Linked DNA regions of Triticum aestivum: region 2 is linked to region 1. Evidence: chromatin contacts called from public Hi-C data. All regions are on one chromosome and are shown on one strand. The core of a region is the stretch at or near the end of the contact, and the rest is flanking DNA. Distances in the headings are between cores, read along the strand shown. Region 1 holds the start of LOC123144134 (succinate-semialdehyde dehydrogenase, mitochondrial). Region 2 holds the start of LOC123144135 (ribosomal RNA large subunit methyltransferase I).

Region 1 (5,063 bases), core at 1,886-4,385:
ATTTTAACCAATGGAGAAGTGTGTTTTGCTTCAGACCTTTCTGGTTATCATTGCTAAAGGAAAATTCCATGGTGTAATAGCTCCAACTACGCCAATAGGCTGCAAAAATATCCAGTAAAACTAATATTAGAAAAATAAAGGTTTACTGTACTAGTACAAGAAAATGAACTGGGAAACTAGAGTAGCATTCCAAGAAAAATAAAAGATTATCATGACATTTTGCTTGATGAAATGAAAGGTGAGAAGTGTACGGTGTGATGATGAAATATGTAATACTACCTCCGTCCTGAATTACTTGTCGCAGAAATTGATAGGAAGGAATGTATCTAAAACTAAAAATACGTCTAGATACATCCATTTCTGTGACAAGTAATTCAGGGCGGAGGGAGTATAAAAGTAATGGGGTAATAAAGGGAAAAGTGACTACCAGAAGGAACAGGCATAATAAATGTTTAGAGGGTACTAGCATATTACCTGCTTCAGAACCAATAGTCTGCGGTCAGCTAGAGTTGGGGGAATAATATCACCATACACACGCTTTGCTTCCTCAGCAAAAAATTCTATGAAACTTGCACCATAGTTCACCTGAATATATGATTAGCAACAAATTACCCTACTATAACCCTAGATAATGACAAGCTCCAACAAACTATTGTCAGTGCATGATTTCTGCAAGTACCTCCCCAAGGGCTTCTTTCATAGGCTTCCCCTGTTCCAGTGTCATAAGAAGTGCAAGTTCTTCCTTGTGTGACATAAGTAGGTCATGCCTTTGTGGAATATACACAGTGAGAAGAAATATCCAGGTAATACTACAAGAAATTCATGCTATTATTAACACTTCAATCCATACAAACTACCATTTTCTTAGTGCCTTGCTCCTTTCACTTGCAGTGAGTTTGCTCCAAGCTACAAAAACGGAAGGGTAATAAACAAACAAAGAAAATTACGAGTGGTAAATGGAAAAGCAACTATAATGAAATATGCCAAGAAAAACATTCTTAGGCATACAAATATTTAGCAAAGGCAAACAACAACAGCAAACGCACAATTCCATGCAGGACTCGTATTTTTGTTATGAGGTGAAGATGAGTATCCTACTAGGTATTGAAAATCATAATCAAACTTGATTTAGATAAGGTTTGCATCAAAAGAGGGCATGCATTAGATATTTTTTTAAACGAGCATTTCCGAAACAACAAAGTTGCCAATGCTTTAGCCAAATAAGCTTTTAGAGACCAATCTGTCTCTCCTAATTTTCTTTGCCTAAGTGCTGATCATGTATTCTCTTGCTGCCTTTCAGAGCTTGTACTAAAAAACTAGAGGATTTTGGGAGTCTACAAGATGTACTCTGTCTACTACGAAGTACAACTCCTCTGTTCTACCAGAAACAAAACAACCATCACACATTCACCTAATATGGAGACAGTATAGTAGTTCTGATTTTGATTTATTAAATTACTATTTATGGCAATAAAACTAAGCCAGAATGAAAGCATTTTCTGATACACAGAAGATATTAGTTGATTGTGGAGACGTAAGTGACATCTGAGCAAGGGTTCACTTGATTCATGGTGTTCCAATGCTGATCTTCCGCAGACACGGAAGCAATTTAATTTGCATATATTATTAATATTATAAGCATGTCAAGACAGTTTAACTGGCACTTACAAAACATTATTTGGTCAGTGTTCAAGCATTAAAAGCGAATACACTAATGTGTTTGACATACTATAAAATGTAGTGTTAGCAGAAGTTATTGCATCAGCTGTTTCTCTGTTGCCCATGCAGGCTACATTTGCTAGGACCTCGCCAGTTGCTGGATTTTGCACCTACAAGAAAAATAAGTTATTCCAGTGACAAAGATTGACAATCAACATTAGCAACTTACCATAGATTAGAGAATTGAGATATAAAAAGTGAGTAGAGTTGCAGTAGCAACATTTCATTAATTCCTCATACTGTTCAGCGCTCATTACAGAAATAACCTAAGGAGCAAACTCAAAAGGCTCAAGACCAGCTAAGTTCCGGCACTATTTTCATGGCTATCAAGGCGTACGGTGGCTAAGACAGGGCAAAACCATACTAAAGAATTACTCATGGCTCCAAACTATATCAGGCAAGAGGAAAATTTTAATGGTGCTAACGTCCTAGGAATGGGGTCAAAAGTCCAAGCAACATTGCCAGAGCTCATCGATGCAGCACTAACCGTATTGAGTTTTCCCGTCTCAACACTGGATCTTCAGCCTGTCAACACTCGGTGACACAACCTAGTTTATGTGCTCCCCTCGGCAGATTCACCTGTCGTGCGGCATAAAACCTCCCCACTGACCAAAACATGTTGCAACGAAGCACACAATTCTGTTTAGCCCACTCCACCAAGCAGTCTGACACTGTCGCACACAGACTGCTCACCGGAATGCCCCAGTGGGGAGGGAATGTGCTCACAGCTTAAGAACACACGACTAATAGCTACACCAACAAAATTGCAATTCAACAGAACGAACTAAGAAATTCGGCACAAAATTTCGAACTCCCACGCGTTCCATTAAGTAGCAACTGGAGCGCCGCAATAAGCCCTGATTTCCCCTCGAAATCGAACGCTATCCGAACCGCGCCAATCAACAGGCATCGCGAAGGATGGATGGAGGGAGTAACGGTACCTCGATGGTCTTCCCGTCGTAGGCGTCGACCCATTTGCCGCCGATGAGGCCGCGCGTCCTGAGCAGCCCCGCCGCCCGGATCTTCTCCATCGCCGCGCCCGCGTCCACGCTGCCCATCTGCGCACCCACCCAGCGATTAACAGAAAAAACACGACCCACCGAGCACCACCGCCGGGGGGCGCGAGGGGTATGAAGGGGCGCAGGCGAGTGGGGTGGGGGCAAAGATGGCGTACGTGGCGGCGGCTGGCGACGCGGGAGGAGGCGGAGACGGAGGCGGCCAGGATGTGGCGGGCGCCGAGCGCCGCCGCGCGTCGCATCGCCATCGCCATCTGAAGGAAGCGACGAGTGACGAACACCTGCACCTGGTGTGGCCGGGTCTCTGTGTCTTATTCACACGAGCGCTTTACACGTGGCCTGCTGAGCTGGTGCGGAGGTGGGGAAATTTTGAACGTTGTGCGATGGCGACCTCGCAACCTCTCGCCCCGAGGTCGGCAAATATTCGCGGGCCGGCGTGGACCGCACGGACGGCCAGGTCGCCCCAGATCACAAAGAATGCACTTGCCCTTTTTGCCCTCCTAAAACCATTCTATGCAGCACCATGCAGACAAGCAAGGAAATCCATTTCGACTGAACATGCTCAATTATTTTATTAATTTTATTAGGGCATCTACAATGGTGATATCTTAGAAGTGTCACATAAGATAATTGCTCAGGTAAAGTGAGAGAAACCATAAGAAAATGTTTGTCTTTTCTTAATTAAGAGATGATTTTTTAGCAACAATTGTCTCACCACATATTTAAGGATATTTAGTTTTGGAGACCAGACTAAAGTAACTTATTGTACATCACTTTTTATTGTCTTATCTAGATTACGTGGCGGACATAAGATAAGACGGCATTATCAACCATTATACATGCCCTTAATAACTCGGGCATTAGCAAGCAGTTTATGCCACTTTATTTACATGGTCAATACATAAATTTGAAATGGTGGCCGGAGATATGGGCCAAACAACAATCATCTCTCTCTCAGGTGCACACATGCATATATACAGAGGCAAATGTTTTTAACTGACAGCCTCCCTGACATATCAGGGCCACCAGCCAGCTCCCATGGTAAAGAGGACCCGGTGACCAGTGCCAACGTGCGCCCCAGGCGCACGGGCCGCGCCAACTCCTGCTACAGTGGGCCGGAAAGGGTCAATGCTATCCAGACGAGGGGCTCGACTACTTAGGCATCCAACGACAAGACCAGAGGCATCAAGAGGATCACGGCGGCACGGCTCGGGCGGCTACCCACCTACCACTTTTCCCCTTTGTTCCTCCCGCGTGAGGCCTAGTTCATCCTTCCTTCCTCGAAATTCTTGTACCTCTTCTTGTAATCGCCACTGATTCAGACCACTGAGAGGAAGAACTCATCCTGTAACACTAGATCGTGAGTGGGTGTTAAAATTAACAAATCGAATAGACGCAAAGTAACACTCTGAAAGCTTATATGCATCACACATGAACAAAAACTATATGTATTGTGTTATATGGATATTGCACATGGTATGAACTTCACACGGTTGATCTTCATTAGGAGCTTGGATGATCTTCGAAAAATGGCACATTGCTGGTTTCTTTCATTTTTAGCATATATTGGATGATCTTCAGAAAACAACATGTTGCTGGTTTCTTTCATTTTAGTATGGAGATTTTTATCTTGAACGTTTATTATTTCCTGAATAGGTGGGGAGATGAGATCAAAGATGCCGAGAGCACATACAAATCTCCATTTGCACTAGGCAAGGACATGCTCCATCCGCTACCATAATTTCCTTCACGTCCGCGTCTAGATTCAGTTCCTTGAGACTATGAAACCCAGAAATGAAGTCAAGACGTGCCTCCTGATAGGACTCAGGGAGTAGAGCTAGATAGGTAAGAAGGGGCAACTCATTACTTAGTTGGTTGATGAAGTAATTGTGACACCATGCCTTTGAGAATTTTCTTGTCTTTTGGATCAAGGTCATGACACTGGTTCCATTGGCCACCAGACAATGATCAAGGGGGCTCGTCCTCTAGAACCAAACTCACAATGTCGCATCTCGTCATGGGACTTAGTGTCGTGACATGGCTTCCTTTCTTGCGCAACATTACACATGCTCTGGCTGGAGGGGAAGGGCTCCCAGGTTAATTGTTTGTCAATTCTTACTCTAAGAATAGGCAGGTTCATAGAACATTTTTGTTCTAGCGTGAATAAGATTTAGCTATCCCCCCCCTTTTCTCTATAACTTACTAAGCTTTCGTTTGAGTGAGATCAAGCTAAATACAACGGGAAAATCACAAAAGACCAAAGTCACCAATCACAATGTAACATCAACATGCCACGTTCCAAATATACTTACCCTTTTTATTCTCACA
Region 2 (4,781 bases), core at 1,009-3,508, 550 kb after region 1:
CCGTTCAGTCCCACACAACCGCACACACCATCAGTCTCTTTACACTAGCTGTAGTTGCTAACTTGCTATATTAATTGAGTATGACAAACCCAGTTCAAAAAGAATATGGCAAAGGCAAAAATGTACTCGAATTGAAGCTAAACCTCCTCGCATTTTTTTTTTATGCTGAACCGTATTACCGTGACTTGCTAAAAATAGATACATTGAACCATAATTTGTAAAATTTTAGAATCAAACTTCCTAACTTCCTTTAAAAACATTTAAGTCAGCAGGCTCACCTTCACAGTTCCAGAGTATGAAGAGGGTGCAGGTTCTTTTTGTTCTGACATATCTAATCCTTCTTCTTTTAGAATATCAGTTGATGACCTCCACTTTATATGTTTAACATCACTAACTTTGCTAACAAGGGACTGGATTTGTTGCCTATATTTCTCAACCCAAGCAGCAGATGAAGCAATCACAGCAACATCAGCAAATATATCCACTATCAGACCAGATAATCTGCATTTCAAAACATTGAATATTGATAGTTTCACTACTATGCATGAATACAAGAATGATACAACAGGCAAGGTTCCGGAGAGATAGAAAAATACAAGTCATTCAATGCTCAAGATCAGTATTCCATGCTGCACATGTCGAAAATACACAGGGCAATATAACTATCTATTGTTTATACAAAGATATCAAGATACAAAGTTGAACTATTTGGAGACGCATATATACTAGAAGTAAAAAATGGTTCTGAATGCTGAACTAACCATGCTCCTTTCAATGATGGATATCAAGGTGGTTTCTTTGCTAACTGAAGTATAGCAATGGAGAACAGTATATACCTGTCGCCTTCACTATTGATGAGACGGTAAGCATTTGTATTAGTTGAGGGGAAACCCAAACTACGCCGTAAATCCACCGCAGAACAAAGTCTTTCTTCGAGCAGTCTTTCCATATTTAATGCAGAGGCTGGATCTCTGAGCAAAACAAAAATAGGGGATATTCAGCACAAGCTCTCAAAATTTCAATAACCATAGAACCTCAACAATTGTGTCACCTTTTTGCCTCTTCTTCTAGTTGCATTAGCCGAACACAAAACATAGACACGGAGTTATAGACACCCCACCCGATAGGTTTCTCTGACCCATCAGCTACCAAAACAACATCACCAGTTTTCGGAGGAGGCCGTCCAATTATTCTATCAACAGCACCACTGTACACCATTGGACTCCCATCTCGGAATATCTGAGTCTTGCCCTTCTTTAGTACCACTCTCGCCAAACCTAAAAAAGGTGCTTGGATGTTAGTATATACTTCGGTTCGAGAGAAGGAAAGAAATAAGTCCCTACTGGCCATAACCTATGCTAACCCAAACAAGCGGAATGGGAGATGCTTGATTAATCGATTTCAGCGTTGTCGATGAAATCTAGCCAGCTTTTTGGACAAGGTCCATCAATCCACTTTGTGGTGATGCATGCCACTATTTCGTGAAACTAATTTAAACTAAGGATGAACCGTTTTTAGGAGACTGTAACTACCATCGTTTCTAGCTGTTGTTACCATCGTTTCTACAGTTGACAACCTCTGGCTTGGAGGATTATGAGCAAGTAAAGTTAGCAATATAGGTCCTCATACCAGGCCATGAAACAACGACCAAACGTTTACAGTTATTTACCACTCGCTACAACTGTATCAAGCAATGAGCGTCCAAGCTCAGGAAATGGACGCATTGGCAAACGGCCGACCCATAACCAGATCGAAACGCAACACGGGAAACAAATGCGCAGTTCACTTGGTCGTTTCAACAAACAGCTCGTCGCCATGGCGCTCCCATTCGCCGCCACGCGGAGGATAGAAGGGACGAGCACAAACCTCGCTGCACGGGACGAGCAGAAACGAGCGCCGCGGCGGGGGAGAGGACGGCAGTAAAGCCGTTGGACAGAATGCCGGCAGAGACTAGGCGAGCGCGGGCGCGGGATGAGTAAAGGGCGTGGACCTTTGCGGTCGGCGGCGAGCTCTTCCAGGGCGGAGGAGGAGGCGACGGCGGAGGCGGAGGCGGGCCTCGCGAGGCGCGCCCTGACGAGGGCAGGCACAGACGCCGGAGCCGCGGCGCCGCAGGCGCGGAGCATCGCGTAGCTCGTGTTGGCGCTGCCTATAGCTGCCGACGTTCGCCACAAAGGTAACCGAGACTTGTGGATTGGTATTTCCTCTTCAAGTTGCGCATCTGTGTCACTGCGACGTGGGGCCTTCATCGAGGCCAGGCCACTGAAGAGTGGAACTCTCCCGTTCGAATCGCTGCTACTCAATAAATCACCTGCCACCGCCTAGTTGGGCCTTTGTGTAATTTAGAGCATTTCTTTTTTTGAGGGTTAATTTAGAGCATTTCTTTTTTTGAGGGTTAATTTAGAGCATTTCTTGCTTGATAAGGTCTGCGATGCTTAGTTTCAGTTCTACTCCCTCCGATCCTAAATATAAGTCCTTTTATAGTAATTTTGGGATATAACATTAGCATTGGTTAAAAATTCAAAAAAAATATTTTTTTTGGCACGAAACATTGATGTTTTTTCAACATTTTGCATGCAAAATTTCGCAACAAAACCACATTCGTGTAGGTGTGGGGAAAAAAACAAAATCAATGCTCCAAAAAGCAAGCAAAATTTGCACACATGTTGAAAAAACATCAATGTTTCTTGAAAAGAACATATTTTATTTAATATTTTTAACATTTTTTTGGATTTTACTGTTCACACGGGCTCATGTGAGCTCGGGTGCAGAACAGCTGCGTCCTATCCATTAACACATGTTCTTTTGTATCAGTTCATAGTTTGTGACCTCAGTAGTTGTGTGAAAAGAGAAGTTACATTGTCTGCCAAATTCAATGATAAACCTGAGACGATAAGTTCTCAACCTAGCATCATGGTTTTGAGTAAACGTCACAAATCTACATTTGTTTTGTGCGAACTATCACAAGTCCGCATTTCCATGTTCTTACTTCACAATACTGCAATTTTCTTTGGCACAAGTTTTTTCACAAAACTGCATTCCTTACAGGATGATGTACAGCCTTGAGAGGATGGGCTCCAGATGGCACACATACTGATCTGTTTGTGTGACGTATGTAAAGAAGGGCGGAACTCTTCCAATGAATGACTAAATCGATGAAGATTCGGTCCAAAAAAATTGATGAAGAATGATCTGCAGCAAGGCCACTAATTTATTTAACTTATGGCTGCACTACTACTGTGTAGTATCACAAACAGTCTAGAACGGGTTATGTTGGCCTTCTTAGGCTCTTGGGTCAGTCCTTTTGATATTCCATGTGATGTGAAACATTTTCTTATGCATGTTATCATTGTTCCCTTAAGGCAATCATTTTACATGCCTGGTTCTACTGGGATCTTTCCTAAACTTGGCCTCGGTTATGATTGTGGACTGGTTTTCTTCATTTATCTAGAGGCTATTTGCATATCTGTTTAAGCTTGGAACACCAATTTCTCATTTTACCCTCGTGCATCCAACTTATTAAAAACTTTAAATAGTTTATTGATCATCTAAGAGAAGGCATATATTGCTGATAATTAACTGAAGAGTGAATATTTTGAAAAACTGAACGGCGAATACTTACTGGTCACTACTTACAAAAATATGACTTGCTGAGTGCTTGGTAGCTTTGCTCTGTACACAATTGACATTGGACAAAATGATTTCACCTCAAATCTTGGATCACTTGGTGTGGAAAGCGTCAAGCAAAGTCTACCTTCAGTTGTCAACCAGATATCCTAGACAATACAGGTCTGTGGCAAGATGATTTGCTACTTCAAATTGAATTGTTGAAATGATCAGAAGAGAGGAGGTTCGGTTAATTCCATGGTTCATGCCACCTATTCATGTCTGGCAGGACTTGCGTAACATCCGAGCTTGCAACAGTTCATGGTGTCAAACACAGCACCCATCCGGCATTCCCCATGATGCATGAAAAGTTACCATGGTGGAGTGGTATACTACAATGAACTCTGCTAAACAACAGCTTAGCTGAGGTCAGGAAGAAGTTTCAGGATGCGTCGATCATGTACCTCGACAAGCACACTGTAATGTTTGAACTGTTCCAACATCCAAATGCTCATGTTAAGTTCGGTTAAATATTGTCCTTGCAGATTTGGTTCATATTTACATTCAACAGCAAAATTGACTGGTCTGGTGATGATCTCAGGGCTAGTGTACGGGACTAGAGCTTCCTGTGGATATGATGGCAGAACTTACATTTTCAATCAAGATGCTTGTCGTGGAAACAGCAAGGTAGTGAAGAGCGGAGAGCATGTGGAGAAGAGAACAGCAGAAGCAGCAAAGAAGATGATAGCCTCTAAAGTAATCAGTGGGTCCTTTTCGTACCCACCTTTCGATCTTTCAAAGCTCTGCAGCCCATAGGCATCATCAACTAGTTAGATATACAATGTTGCTTAAAATGCTATCACGGGATTTATCTCTTGCAGATGATTGATCAAAATAGCAGCGCGGATGTGCTGGGAAATGATCAGGTTTGATTGATCAGGTTTGATTGAATATATGATGAGAGTTCAGACTCCGGATCACAGTTCACTCCCAATTCCCAAATGAACGAATTGCAGTTCCTGCAAACACATTCCAACTACTCACTCACAAGAACCGCAGTTGGTTCAACAATTTTTGTGGCCTTGATGTTGATCCATATTCATAAATTGCATCAATGAATTTACATGGTAAACAGCAAGCACAAACCAGAAGTAGTACAGCGGACCATATTTCAACCT

The links. A called contact is a pair of places that touch in the nucleus more often than the background predicts.
Region 2: a Hi-C map of leaf shows a contact between it and region 1, with 9 times the contacts expected there. The contact joins the promoter of LOC123144135 here to the promoter of LOC123144134 in region 1. A contact is called at or near these places in 3 of 5 Hi-C or Micro-C datasets (leaf and an unstated tissue).

The regions. Positions count from the first base shown.
Region 1 is chr6D:137,119,643-137,124,705 of IWGSC CS RefSeq v2.1, forward strand. LOC123144134 (succinate-semialdehyde dehydrogenase, mitochondrial) reads right to left here and starts at 3,136. Exons shown (of 20, transcript XM_044563168.1): 1 at 2,894-3,136; 2 at 2,661-2,777; 3 at 1,730-1,829; 4 at 858-906; 5 at 680-767; 6 at 475-585; 7 at 37-99. The coding sequence starts at 2,989.
Region 2 is chr6D:137,669,785-137,674,565 of IWGSC CS RefSeq v2.1, forward strand. It overlaps LOC123144135 (ribosomal RNA large subunit methyltransferase I), which reads right to left and starts at 2,259. Exons shown (of 8, transcript XM_044563169.1): 1 at 1,991-2,259; 2 at 1,052-1,277; 3 at 837-971; 4 at 279-501. The coding sequence starts at 2,246.